2 separate regions of the Gossypium hirsutum genome follow, and region 2 is linked to region 1. Evidence: chromatin contacts called from public Hi-C data. All regions are on one chromosome and are shown on one strand. Each heading gives the region's core, a stretch centred on a gene start, on an enhancer-like site or on the middle of the called end of the contact. The rest is flanking DNA. Distances are from core to core; before and after follow the strand shown.

Region 1 (7,423 bases), core at 1,833-4,332:
AATTTTTCTTTTTTCGTAAATATCCTCCGTTTGGCTTAAATCTTGATCTAAATCATAATTTAATTTAAACATCAATTCCAAACATCATTTGTTCAAATAGAGGCTGATAATGACAATAGAATGATTGCAAAATAAGAAAAAAAAGAATACACAAATTTTACATGGAAACCTTTTCAGGAAAAATCACAGGTAGAGGAGAAGAAATTCACTAATGTTGAAAAACAAATGATACAAGAGGAGTTTCAACTACATTTATTTAAAGGTTGAAAAACCTTATTCTAATCAATGTCAACTAGAAGAAGTGTAGTTCTATATGGATTCTACTTGTGCAGCATGGTCCGTACCGTGGGGGCCTTAACCTTACATAGATCTCCTTGTTTTGCCATTGTATTTTATTTCATTAACAAAGATTCAGGTTACACAACTCTAACATCATTTAACAACATACTTAATATATATATCAGTTCAATTTCATTTATCGAATATTCCCTCAAATTTTATATTTTATTCAATTTGGTCTCTAAAATTGAAATTTTCATAACTTTCAAATTTGAGCTTCAATTTTAAAATCAATCTCAATTTCATTCTTTTACACCACTCTAATACCTATAATTACAAAAATTTCATGCTAAATTTCAAAATTATTGCACTTTAGTCCCTATGTTCCAAACTAATAATTTTCACTTTACAAACTAGTCTTTTTTCAAATCTAAGCTCAAAACCTATCAATTTAATACCAAAAACTTCAAGATTCATCAATGGAAACTTTTATAAAATTTAATAGTTTCAAAAATTAATCCTTAAGCTAACTAAATCAAGCTCTTGAAATTCTAAAAATATAAAAATTACAAGAAACAAACAAAAATCTACTTACCAATTGAGGAACCGAGCTTGGACGTGAGTTGGGTGTTATTATTCTCTTTGAATCGGTTTAGGGAGAAAATGAAAAGATGGATGAATGTTTCTTCTTTAATTTTAAACTATAATAATGTTTTATCTTTATTTAATAATCAATAATATAATTTAAACAGAATTTTCTCAATAAAAAGGCCATTAACCTTCCACTATTAACCACAATGGTCTAATTCTCATTTTAATCCTTAATATAATACTTTTCAAGCCTTTTAACTAATAAATAACAATAGCGATTAACTTGTTCCACTTTTACAATTTAATCCTTATGCTTAAATTAATTACCGATTCAATAAAATTACTATACTAAAATTTAATATAATACTAAAATAGACTCATAAATATTAAATAATAATATACTGACTTGATCATCGAAATACGTGGTTCCAAAACTACCGTCTCCGACACCACTGAAAAACGGGCTATTACAATTAAACAATAAGATAAGTTACATAATTTTATGAAATTAAAAAATTATAAACAAAATATTTATAAACTTTAAATATGTGTTATAATTTTTTTTATAAAATTTAAAAAATAATTAAACCAACACTAGTAGTGATTAAGATTCTTGTTAAAGGCTAGGTGAGATGGTAAGGATCTCTCCTACCTTAACTAGTGGTTGAGGGTTCGATTTTTGCCTTGGGTATAGAGTAAATTTAAAACTCGTGATCAACGTTTCCCCTCTTAATGGGCTTACAAAACGCGAATGATTAAACATTGGGTTCGTTGCTTATCTCTTGTCTCAAAATTTGTTTTTTTTTAAATGTATAAGATTAAAATATTATTTTTAGAATCGAACTGAACCGATTTGTTAGATTGAGAACTGATCAATACAATAATTTAAAATAAGATAAAAAATTAATAATTTATAAACTAATCAAACTAAAAATCAATAATTTGATCAATTCAACCATTTGGAAAATATTTGCCACTACTACTTTGGGTATTCTAAATTCGTTCGAGGTGGGTGGCTGCAATTCAAGAACTTGAAATAACCTTAAAATAAAAACTTACATATGTTAGAAAATTGTAAATATTATGGACTAATAAAAACATATCCACAATTCAATGTTGTTGGCATTGAGTTGAAAGGAATTTGATTGAAGGGTGAAACACTGGCCTGCGTGCCATATAAATAAGATATTGACATAAAATTGTGTCTGTCGTCAATAAATTTGAACAAATGTGTCCAACCCATAGTTTGGATTAGTGGGGTCAATTAACACATGGAATTTTGTCATTAGATTTGATTGTGCATGGAGTTAGGGGAACACTTGCGACCAATTTGAATCTCCGCCAAATATGTTACGCCAACCCACCATCCATCTCCCCCCTTGGTTCCCGACCTCATCACAGCGGTAACATCCCATCCCCAAAAAGTAGGCCCAATGGCTGCCAACATATGCTCATTTGATGCTGCTGGATATCTAATTTTTTTTCTATTTCAACAAATCTAGTTCTTTAGTTAATTCTATAAGACTTCCTTAAATATAAATTGATTTTCAAATGTTTTAATTTCAATGTCTTTAAAATATCATTATTATATTAGTTAAGTTTAATTGTAAATTTGAGTATAATCAATCGAGTCAATTTTAACTTATGAAGATTTGAAATTTTAAAGATTCTTTACTTCGATTTTTTATATTTTAATTACTTTGAATATATATTAACTTTCAAGTTAGATCTGAATTGGTGTTTTAGGATTAATAAAAGTATTTGATTGATACAATCTTATATTTTGAGAATTCAATTAAAACAATTTACAATTTAATTCACAATTAAATAAGTTTCATCTTTTTTTTTTGAAAATTAATTTATTCACATTTCAACATAAAATTTTCAAAATATCTAAAAATAATTAATAAATAATATGTACTGTTGGCATCGAAACTAGCATACAATTGTTATTTATATAAAATAACTAGCATACAAATTCTAAATTGTAAGATGGGAACTTTGATCATATAATGCCAACAAACATAAGTTATTATGAATATAGCAATAGATCGTTGGTAAAAAAACAATAAATATATCCGTATGTGATATTGATTGAAATGATATAAAATGAGATTAAAGTTGAGGTGGTGAGCGGGTAGTGTGTAGGGGGTGATGGTCCCAACTATAAAAGGGAGATTGGATGGGCGTAGGATTCAAGTTTCCACCTATCTTATGCAATTCACAGCCCACAGACTATGGTTTATGGGTTGCTTGGGATTAGTGGTGGAATTTGCTGAACGAGAGTAGGGTTCAACTTTTTTTTCTTAAGAGGTACTTCCATTCCATCCCATGTCGCCTCAGGGGCCTAGTTTGGATGAATGGTGTTTAAATAAAGAAGGGTAAAACTATGGGCAGCCTCACCTATATATTAATTAATTACATTTGAGCTAAAAGCAGCGACAACAACTGTCCCAGAGAGCCTTTAAAACACCTTTTTTGGCCCACTCGGATGTGTACCCATTAAACTCCAAAACTCGAAATTAGTGAAACTCTACAAAATTATGGGATTCTAAATCTTCAATCTACAAAACTACGTGTATCTGGATTTTCGGTATTAAGATTTAAGTTATGCTCAACGTGGCTCAATTATTGATAATTTTTTATTTAAAAAAATTATAATTCAATTCTTAATTAATAGTAAGTTTACACTTTAATTATTTAATTTTTGAATAATTACTCTCGATTATGATTATTAATAACAATTCATGTTTCAAATCTTAACAAAGCCTTTACCAACCCATGCCTCACTTCTAAGTTCTAACCTAATTAATTCAGCAACCCTTCATATTTAATTTATTCACCATTTCCATTTCGATTAAATTCATAACCAAAAAAATTTAAAATTTAGCTATTCAACATCCTTACTTTAAAACAACAATCAAATATCACCTCAAGTCTTCAACTACAATAAAAGCAAACAAAAATAAAAAAAAGAAAGAAAGAGAATCTCCAATTTCAAAGAGACCCAAATAGGACCTACAAAGAAAGGGAACATCATAATATTAAAAAAAAAGAATCAAGATATAAAAAAAAGAGTAAAACGTACTAGATTTCAAGAGTTAGCTAAAGAGCTCAAGACAACGGAGACTCAAGCCAAACTGTCAAAGAGATTGTTTTGCTCAAAAGAGGAATATATCGAATTTAGTCAGCCATTCGACAACGGTGGGCAAAGATCAGAGAATTTCTTTGTTAGAGCTTTGGGTTTAAATCAACAAAGTTTGGGTCCATTTCAAGGAAAACTAAAAAGTTGACAGAAGAAGCAAAAAGCTTTGGTTCAGTGTGTTTCTTCATCGTATCGAATGGTGGCAAGATTACTAGAATATAGTGTTGAAGGACCTCCCAAATCTTATTGCAGAAATTTCGAATAGTTCAATGATCAACTTGTAACTTTTTAACATTCAGTGGTCAAAATGTAAACTTACTAATAGTTGAGTGATCTTCAGTGTAATTTGCCCTATGATGAATAGTGACTTAATGGCCATATCATACGCCCATTACCAAGTTAATGAGCTAGTGAACTAAACGAAATGTTTGAATATTTGAGTGACTTAAATGATAACATTTGAGTAATTCAGTGATCTTGGGTGTAGTTTACTTTAAGATTTTTTTATTTTATTTTTATCTTAGATGCATGTTAGTGGTGTTAGAACCATAAAAAGTATGATTTAAAACTTAATAAACCAAGATCTGTCATGTCAGATCATCTAGGAAAAAACCAGATGCGAAAGCATACTTGAATCCATTAATATATTGAAATATTCAAACTTTGTGGTCTTGATCTTTCAAATTAACACATAAGTATTTCAGAGAAAGCAATTCTCTCTTTTGAAGATAAGATGTTAGAAAAGTTGCATATGTGTAATTTAGGAACCATAACCCTAATATATAAATTTTGCATATGAACCTTAATTTCTAATTAGCCCATCATCAATTAGAAATTAGTTACTAGAGTATCTACACATATTTGACCCATATTTTAATTAAAAAACTAAAGCCTAATAAGCCTTAACCATATTATATCACTTTTAACTTGAGCTAACATTTTATGATAGTAAAATAGCATGTAATTTTCTTATTATATATATGTTGTCCATATTATCCAACAATCTTCCACTTGGATCATATATATATACTAATAATCATTATATAACCTTATGAACTTAAAACTTTACTATCATATCCAAATTGATATTTTGAATAATCTCGCTCGTTAATTATGTTAACATAGAACCAATGTGACTTTCATTACATATATCATAACTAAATCCATCATTGATCATACATATTAACACAACCAAATGACATAGATCAAGTATAAATGTGTAGGATGTAAATTATATGTAATGTGATCTAAACAAATCTATTTCCAACTGGTCATCGTTCAACCTTTATGAGATCAAACCTAACCAAAATAAGAGAGTGGAGAAACCAAATAAACCTTATTCTACAAAAAAATAACTTTATGATATCTGTAAAATGAAATAATTGAAAATGTGTCTACAACAAAAATAATTTAAAATTACAAACTCTTTCTAAAACCAAATATCCTTAAATGACATTACACCCACATGAGTGATATGCTAATTAAAAACCTCGAGTGGTAGTTTTTTAGTAAGCGGATCCGCAACCATGGAGTTTGTCCCAATATGCTTTATAAATACTTGACTACTCTGAACTCTTATTTTAACAACCAATAATTTAATGTCTATTTGCTTTGACTTTGATGTGTTCCTATTGTTATTGGAATAAATGATTTCCATTTATTGTCACAATTTGTAGCCTAGTAATAAAATTTTTGCATCCATGTTCCATCAAAATCAGAGCTTATATACTTGAAGATCTCTAACTTATCAGATCTTTGGTATGTGGTCATGTAATGTTTTATTTTTCTAAAAATAACGTAAGAATCATTTGACCACTTTCTAATGATCCATGCCCGAATTGCTCAAATATCTGCACAACATCCAACAATGTATGTAATATCCAGACGCGTACAAACTTAAGCATACATTAGACTCCTTATAGCTAAAGCATAGGGAACCTTTTGCATTTATTTAATCTCAAAATGATTCTTGGGGCATTGATTGAAGCTAAACTTATTACTTATAAACAATATGTTATCGACATATAAAACTAGAGATAGAACCTTACTCCCATCAAACTTGTGGTATATACAATCATCAACCAAATTCATCTCTAAACCGAATGAGATAATCACTTAGTGGAATTTGTAATATCATTAACGAGAGGCATGCTTAAGCCTATAGATGTATTTCTTTAATTTGTAAACCATTAACTTTACATCATCGAACACAAAGTTTTCTAGTTGCATCATATAAATCGTCTAATCAGTGTCTCACCATTGAAAAACGCAATATTGACATCCATATAATGTAGCTTAAGGTCAAATATACCACTAAAGCCATTATAATCCTGAAAGAGTCTTCTGCAATCGTATAGAAAATCTTTTTATAATAGATACATTTTTCTAGGTAAATTTTTTAGCAACATGACGTGCCTTATACCTCTCCATATTGCTTTTTGAATCCCTTCTGGTTTTAAATATCCATTTGTAACCAATGGGTTTTGCACTTTAATGGAATAATGTCCTACACATCATTCTCTCATAAAATTTATCTCTTCATTCATGGCATCTATCCACTTTTAAGAGTTAGGACTTTTCATGGCTTGACGAAAGTTGATTGGATCATCTTCCATCACTCCAAAGTCAACTTTATGTTCTTTGGAGAAATACAATATCTGAAATTATTTTTTTTCTCTAGTAGATCTTCTTAATGGCATTGGTTCTTGAGGTTGTAGAGTTTATTCTTCTAAAACAATTTCTTATACTTGACTATGAGATTCAACGACATTGACTTTTTCAAGAGTTGCTATGTGAACAATATCAGGTATAATAGACTGTTTCTTATAATATATGTTTCTGATCAACATATTCATCTTCAAAGAACAATCATTATATGTCTTAAAAATAACCTTAGTAGTGAGATTGTAAAATTTGTATCCTATAGATCTTTTAGTGTATCTAAAAATTTAAAGGGTTCATAAATATCGTTGGACACAAGTTCTCAATTTCGTTTTTAAAGACATGTCCTAATCCCTTATGCCACAACAAAACCAAATTCTTAGTGGTTAATTTTCATTTCTTACCTATTACGGTAGTATGCAATGATTCATTAAATAAAAAAATAACATCAAGTAAATATGGATTATCATAACCTAATAAAGACCCAAAACCAACCAAATTTGAATTATGAAAAAGACTAAAATTTTCCTTTCCAAATGAACAAGAATAATCAAATTTGTTCAATGTTGAAATGGAAATAAAATCTTGCCTAAAAACAATACAACAAAAGTCTCATTCAAACCCAAATAAAATCTTGTTCTTATTCATCACCATTTAGAAGTTCTTATTGCTTGAACGTCTACCAAATTACCGTTGCCCACATAGATGTATCTTTCACCATGATTTAGTTTTTAGTAGTTTTGATAA
Region 2 (7,423 bases), core at 1,645-4,144, 39 kb before region 1:
ATATATGTTCTTTGCTTTTAATCAGAAGGTTTTAAAAGTAGTTTTCGAGAACTAAAGTATGATGGTATACAGTAGTTTTCAGAGTATCAGTTATCACCACAGTATAATCTGAAAAAAATTATTTACATGTTGTTCCAGATAATGAGTCAAGGAAAAAAGGGCTAAACCCAAGCTTTACAAGCATAAGCAGATCTGAAGATGCCATTCAAGATTAGTTTCTTACCTCTGCTTCAATTGCTTCAATATCTATGCTGTAATTATGACCTTTTACCATAATATTATACCGGTTATGGTTTTGGAGGATAATAATAGGTATAAGCAGCCTTGTCGTCAGATCAACAGTTTCAAACCTGAGTTCACCAAGGACAAACAAATAAGAAGGCAACTGAAAAGGCCCTAAACCAAAGTAAATAATAATGCTAGAAAGGTATAGAGCTGAGCATGATTCATAAATCATAATCAACTATGTTTCCAATTATAATAATTTAAGAAACATAAAATGCAAGTATTATCAATGAATAAAGATGGTGTAAAATTACCGAACATCTGGAGCTATAACATGCTCAACTGTGGTTGCTACCAAGGCAGCAAGATGTCCCATGAAATTATCATGAGTAGCACGATTACTGACAGAAGCCAAACCCCCTGGAAATAAGATACTCCGTATTCGTGGCAATGTTCTAGGACTGACACTTCCTTCTTCAGTTTCAATCTTCCCGTAAGTACAAGGGCCAGCCGATAGGTCGATCACAACAAACCTGAACAGTAGAGGCAGAAATGAGCCCCAGAGAAAGATATTAAAAAAAAAAGTGAGGTTATAGAGCAGCTAATTGAGAAGTGGAATTTTATATTATCAAATATCTTGTTAATATTTCTAATCTAGCAGTTCTTTCCCATAAGTCCATAAATCAGGGACCCAAAAGTTAAACTTTCGACAAAGTAATGCAACTCAAAACAGACCTTCCAGAGCTAAGCCAAACTTGAGACGCTCCTCCTCCATTGTATCGATATCGATATATGTAGTCTCCCTCTTGTTGTTTCATTTCTTCATTAGTCAGTGGGGTAAGTTTGCTATACATCAAACTATCAAGATCAACCTCTTTATTCCTAGGATCCATTCTGACCTAAAAAGAGGCCGAATCATTCACCAGTGTATCAAGAAGGAAAATTTCAAATCAATGCAGCCATGTAAGGGGAAAGGAAAAACTAAAACACTAGGAATGGTCAAAGTTTCATACAGACAAAGCACAGAACTAATGTTTGAAATTATACTTAGCTTATACCTTGTCGAAGTTAACAATAAATATAGCAGTTGGCACAGGTCTATCCATCTCTTTAGCAGAATATCCCCCACTTTTGATGTCAAATATATATGAATATAGCTTTTGGAATACTGGCTCCACAGCTGTTGCTTCCACCTCAAATAGGGGCACCTCTCTCCCAAAATCAGGCTAATATGTAAAATGAAAAAAGAAAAAAGAAAAAAGAAATTGATATACAAAAGAATTCATATAGTTAATATTCTTTCCACTATCAAGAGTAATAGTAAATATGAAGCAATATAGTAGACCTCTCTTGCAGAACCAGCAGGAACCATGGCCCCCTTCAGTGCCTTCTCAAGCGCAATCAATTCTGGCTGTCCTGCCTATAGTAGAACAAATAAGTGAAGAACAACACTAACAACTCAGTTTAGATATCTAGCTGAAGCTTAAACCAGTAGTAATTATTAAGATGCAATAAGGAATGAAAAAACTTACAGGAAATGTGTTATAAACAACATGATGTTCGATATCAAGGGGCTCCTCGGTCTCGAGACAGGAAGGCCTATGAGAGGGAAAGCTAACTCTCAGAAACTCCTCCAATTTCTGTGAATCGACATTGTACCGATAGCCACCATCTCCATTGAGACCAATTAGCACCACATTCACCTCGAGCGGAACCTGAAATGGAACCTGCACAACAGAACCTGTTCTAATCATAACCATAGATGAGTAAAACTAAGCTAACAGCCACAACCTCTTCATGTTTCTAGGGATTTCAGGAACGCAATTTAAATTTTGAATCACATTTTGGGAGAGATCAACTGCGTAGCTCATTCACTCAAGTCGAAACCTATAATATTGGTAAGTTCCTTTAAAGTAATCATTAAAACAACAAAAAGTCAATGAAAATTGGCGAGAAAAATGTCCATATAAGTTTCTTTAGAGATTTAACAAGATTTTTAGAAAGGGAACCTTTTCCAATCATAACCAGAGATGAGAAGAACTAAGCTAGCAGCCACTAACTCTTCAAGGTTCTAGAGATTTTCAGAACGCAATTCGAATTTTGAATTACATTTTAGGAGAGATCAACTGTGTAGCTCAAATTCAGTCAATTCGAGTCCTATAATTTTCGTAAATTCGACGCTCTAAAGTAATAATTAAAATGAAAAAACCTCGATGAAAACCCGACATTATTAATAATATGAATTTCTTTCAAAAAAGAAAACTCGATGAAAATTGGCGAGGAAAAAGTCGTCATTAATTTCTTCACAGATTTAACAAGATTTTCAGAGCGAGAATCGATTACCTCAGCACGCGTGTGGAGCGTGCGGCGAACATCGGATCGGACGCTGTCGCGAACTTCGAGGAATGCGCTATGGTGCCAGTGAGGGAGGCCGGGGTCTCTTTTGAACGCTTGTTGAGTAGAATCGGAGAGAGTTGCGAGTCCACTGAGTGTAACGAGAAATATCGCATATGATAACATAGACGATAACCTCGATCTCGATTCCATTTCAGTGATAAAAACAGAGGAGAAATGCGTGAAAATGCTACTCAATTAATTTTGTATGAGCTTTTTAGCCATTACCGGCGATGACTTGCGCCTAGACTGAACTGTGAAATAATAATTTACAAAGTTTCCAAAATGATCCCTGCTTTTGTGGTTAAATTACGAGATGTAGAATGAAAACATTTTATAATGGGCCTTTTGATTTTGGGCAATCAATTTTCAACTTGAAGCAGCCCACCCCATCTTCTCCTTTCATCAAATTACGAAGGGTTAGACTTGGTGTGTTTTTCCGTTATTTTGAAAAATAAATAGAGTGAAAAGAAAATTAAAATGATGAAAAATTGAAGGATGGAAAAATAAAAAGATAAAAAAATATATGTAATTTTTCTTTTTATATATGCGCCGGGTAGAAAAGATGGAAAAGATTTTTTTTCTTTCATTACCGAGTAAAATTGAAAGATTAAATTAAATAAAATAAAACATTTGAAAAATACACAATTTAAATTAAGAGACACTTCTCTCTCACTTTCTCTCTAATCGTCATTTCAATTTGGAAGATTTTTTTTTATGCATTAGAATAAAAAATTATTATTTCTCCTATTTTCTTTCCCACCCAGTATACTTAAAATTTATTTTCTTTCCACTTTTCCACTCCCTCTCGACATCACTCCACTTTTTCACCTAACCAAGCACACCCTTAAGATTTGCTTGGTACAAATGAAAGAAATTTAGAAAAATGGAGAGGAAAACTAGAATGATGGAAAATATAAATTTTCTTTCCATAGATGTACTTGGTAGAAAAGATGAAAAAAAAGTAATTTTCTTTCTCTCAATTGCTTGGTAGAGTTGAAAAGTGAAAGCAAAGCAAATAAAACAACCGAAAAATGTAAAATTTGAACAAACATATACTTTTCTCCCATTTTCTTTTCTCTGATCATTCCAATTTAGAAAGATTAATTTTTTATGCATTAGAATAGAAAATGATCATCCCTTCTATTTTATTTTCTCACTTTTCTTTCCAACTAAATACACTTCAAATTTATTTTCTTTCCATTTTTTCATTCTCTTTTTCCATCCCTTTATTTTTTTCATCCAACCAAATACACCTTAAAGTCATATGCAATGGTACAACCTTAAAAGACATAGGTACTTTTTTGTTTGAAGAAGCACTTTTAGAATCAAAATAATATTCTTAACCCTCATTTATTATTAAATTTATTTTTTTGCGATATTTATATTAGGTATACAATTATTTCACTTCTTGAAATTTATTTCAACATTATATATTTGAACTAATTTGTATTCTTATGTGATGCACAATTATATATATTAACTTTTTAATTCTTTTATAACATAGTTTATGTTAATTTCTTCAAAAAAGTCATTATTAAATTAAAAATTAATGTAATTAAAAATATTTAACTAATTTAGAATCAGTTATATTAGTGTTATTTAATCTTAAAGGTATTTACTATTAAAACAATACAAAAATTCATCATGGTATAAATATTAATATTAATACATTATAGTTTAAAACTATTATTAATAATATTAATATATTATAATTTAAAAATATTATTAATAATTTCTTACAGATTCTTTATTTTATATATATTGTTAAATTAATTTGTTTTAATCTTAAAATTGTTAATATTCAATTTTTGTAATTTTATGTTTATTTTTGTTCTACTTTAATCAATGAATATAATTAATTCTTATTATATTTGAAAAATATAAATTTAATTTGATAAATGTTATTAATAAGTGTCTGTCTTTAAAAATATATTTTAAACTTAACAATTTAATATCCATTAATTTAATATTATAACATTAAAATTTAATTTAAGTAAAATCTTCTACTTTGATAAATGTTATTATTATCATGTGTCTTTCTTCTTCTTTTTGGTGAAAAGTAAAGAACAAATGATTACATGGATTTATTCATAGATACAGTGCCTCTAATACTATCTTCTTGCAGTATTTCTTTGATTGCCATGGGAGGATCTTCGAACATATGTAAGTCTTCATCGTCCAATGAAGCAATTTTTGTTATTGCACTTATTAAATTCTCTAAGGATATATTCTAAGAATCACTTCTCTTCATTTAATAAAATCTGTTGATTTCACCTAATCAAAGCGAAATTTGATCTTTCAAGTTTATTGTTGCCGATGATTTTAACGACATCAAGATTATTAGATTCGATGACGACCTCATCATAACCTTGTTTTTGAATCAGTAATAAACCATCTAAAATGCCCATCTAAAACCGAGCACTTCCCCAAAAAACAATTGTAGCCCAACCATATGAAACCTTATGATTTCATCCGAACTCATTGATTTACCTTGGAAAATGATCAAATTTTGATTTTACCAGATTCGCCAAAGTAATAACCCGAAGAAACATAACCATTCCAATTCTCTCATGCTAGGATTTGACTAAACTTGTAGATTTGAAAGTATCCAATCCGATAAATTACAATAGAAAAAATGTCTCTTCAGATTTGGCGGGAGAACATCTCTAAGAACATGTAATGCATCCTTGAATTCATGGCCACAAAGGTGACACGACTCGTCTTGTCCAATACCCCTACGGAGCCTTTCAGAATTAGTTAGAAGTCTCTATTTTAAGGCTAGCCAAATAAACTGTCGCACTCTTTGGAGACCCGAAAATTTCCATACAATGTTCCAAATACCATCTCTTGGATTCCAAGACCCCTCTTTTAGCATCCAACATGCGCTTTTGACTGAAAAAATGCCAGACAAGGTACAAGTCCATGATATAAAATACGATCCCGTAGAAGCCATAGGTGGTGGAACACTAATGATGGGTAGGATGACATTTTTTGGAAACCAAACTCAACTAATAAAATTAAGAAAAATAAACATCCTAACCAATTTTATTTAATTACTTTAGCATTCTATGTTTTATGAGTTATTCTTTCTGTAACATTAAACATATACTTATTCTTATCATCGATTAATCATTAACAATGTATAAATAACCAATAATATATACTATATGATTTAGTTAATTATATTGTAGGTCAAAAAGTATCGGAAATGATCTCTCATTTACAAAATATTCAAATTATTTAAGCGAGATTAGTAAAATAATATATAATTATATTTTAAAAGATATATAGGGTAAACTACTAAAATAGTCACTTTTGTTTAGCTCAGGTTACATTTTAGTCACTTATGTTATCATGTTGTAGCATTTTAGTCACTGAGCCGTTAATTGCCGTTAACTGTGTAACGGTAAGCTAACATGGCACGTTAAATCATCATTTCAAACGAAAATTTTGGGTTAAATTATATAATTAGTCCCTATATTTTTTCGTTTTGAGCAATTTAATTTTTTTCTTTTATATTCTCTTTATTTTTTATTCTCTTATGCTTTCCCATTTCTTTTAATGTAGTTTTTCTATGTTTTCCGTTTGTTAAAACTAGTCCCTATACTTTTATTTTTTTTGAACAATTTAATTTTTTTTCTTTTTATTTCTTTATTTTCCTTTTCTTCCTCCCCTTTATTTTTCTCTCTTCTCATATTCTTCATTGCAGAAACATAATATTTGCCCACCAAATAAACCAAGTCTTTGTTTCTTTCACATGATTCCTAAATTGAATTTCACTCGAAACTGAACACCAAACATTCTTAATCAAATCTCGATTAGAATATAGCCTAATTTTGAAACTAAAATTGGATCTAACTAATCAATATGAAAAATCATATGCTTAATCAAATCTAAACATAAATTGAATTCTTTATATTCAAAATAATTTTTTTTCGTTTCCAAATTTTTACTGAATCGTGTAGATTATTCATATCCTTTTCTTTTCTCTTTCTGATGAATAAAATTAAGCAAACGATAAAATTGATCTAAACCTTCTTGGATATTCCCAAGCAAGTTTGATTGGAAGTCGAGTATGGATGAACCAAAGAGAGAAAGAGAGCATGGAACCAAACTGGTTTGGGTAAAGTTGAGGGTAAGTTTCGCATGGTGGTCATTTTAGTCATCGAGAGTGTAGAGCTCGTTTGAAGGATTTGTGAAACAACGTAGTTTCGAGAGAACGAGAATGTTGTAGGGAAGATAGATAAGGTGGTCGTGGGGGGTGGTTAGGAGGTTGAGCGAATGGGCTTGGGAAACTTTGTTGAGGGTGGATTGTCATAAGTCACGACTTGGAAGGTCTTCGAGTGAGGCGAGCTTGTAGACTAAGTCATTAAGAGATCCAAATTGGTTCGTTAAAGTGGTGATAGACAATGAGGGTTTGTTATTGTGGGGTGAGAATATGCGAATCAAGTTTTATTTTTATTTCGTCTTTCGCCTTTTATTTTTTCATAAACATAAAAAAGCTTTAACAAATGGAAAACATAAAAAAAAAACTACGTTAAAAGAAACGGAGAAGGGAGGAAAATAGAGGGAGAAGCCGAAGAGAATGAAAAAAATAAAAAAAAGGAAAGTTAAAAGAACATAAAAGAAAAAATTAAATTGCTTAAAACGAAAAAAATGTAGGAACCAATTGTATAATTTAACCTAAGCTTTTTGTTTGAAATGATGATTTAACGTGCCACATCATCTTACCGTTACGCCGTTAACGATAATTAACGACTCAGTGACTAAAATATTACAACACGATAATATAAGTGACTAA

What was found. Hi-C and Micro-C count contacts between places; a contact is called where the count stands out from the background.
Region 2: a Hi-C map of hypocotyl shows a contact between it and region 1, with 2.4 times the contacts expected there. The contact joins the promoter of LOC107915086 here to the enhancer-like site in region 1. A contact is called at or near these places in 8 of 34 Hi-C or Micro-C datasets (anther, fibers, hypocotyl and 2 more).

The regions. Positions count from the first base shown.
Region 1 is chrD10:53,008,565-53,015,987 of Gossypium_hirsutum_v2.1, reverse strand. No RefSeq gene overlaps it. Among protein-coding and RNA genes, the nearest start is that of LOC121222457, 20 kb to the right of the region's middle. Within about 2 kb of position 3,082, at least 3 of the 9 cell types and tissues checked have an H3K27ac peak or open chromatin away from gene starts, as enhancers often do. A contact at or near this core is called in hypocotyl and leaf, where this site is marked.
Region 2 is chrD10:53,047,123-53,054,545 of Gossypium_hirsutum_v2.1, reverse strand. It overlaps LOC107915086, which reads right to left and starts at 2,894. Exons shown (of 16, transcript XM_016844203.2): 1 at 2,569-2,894; 2 at 1,758-1,952; 3 at 1,571-1,645; 4 at 1,284-1,451; 5 at 961-1,124; 6 at 540-758; 7 at 224-350. The coding sequence starts at 2,772.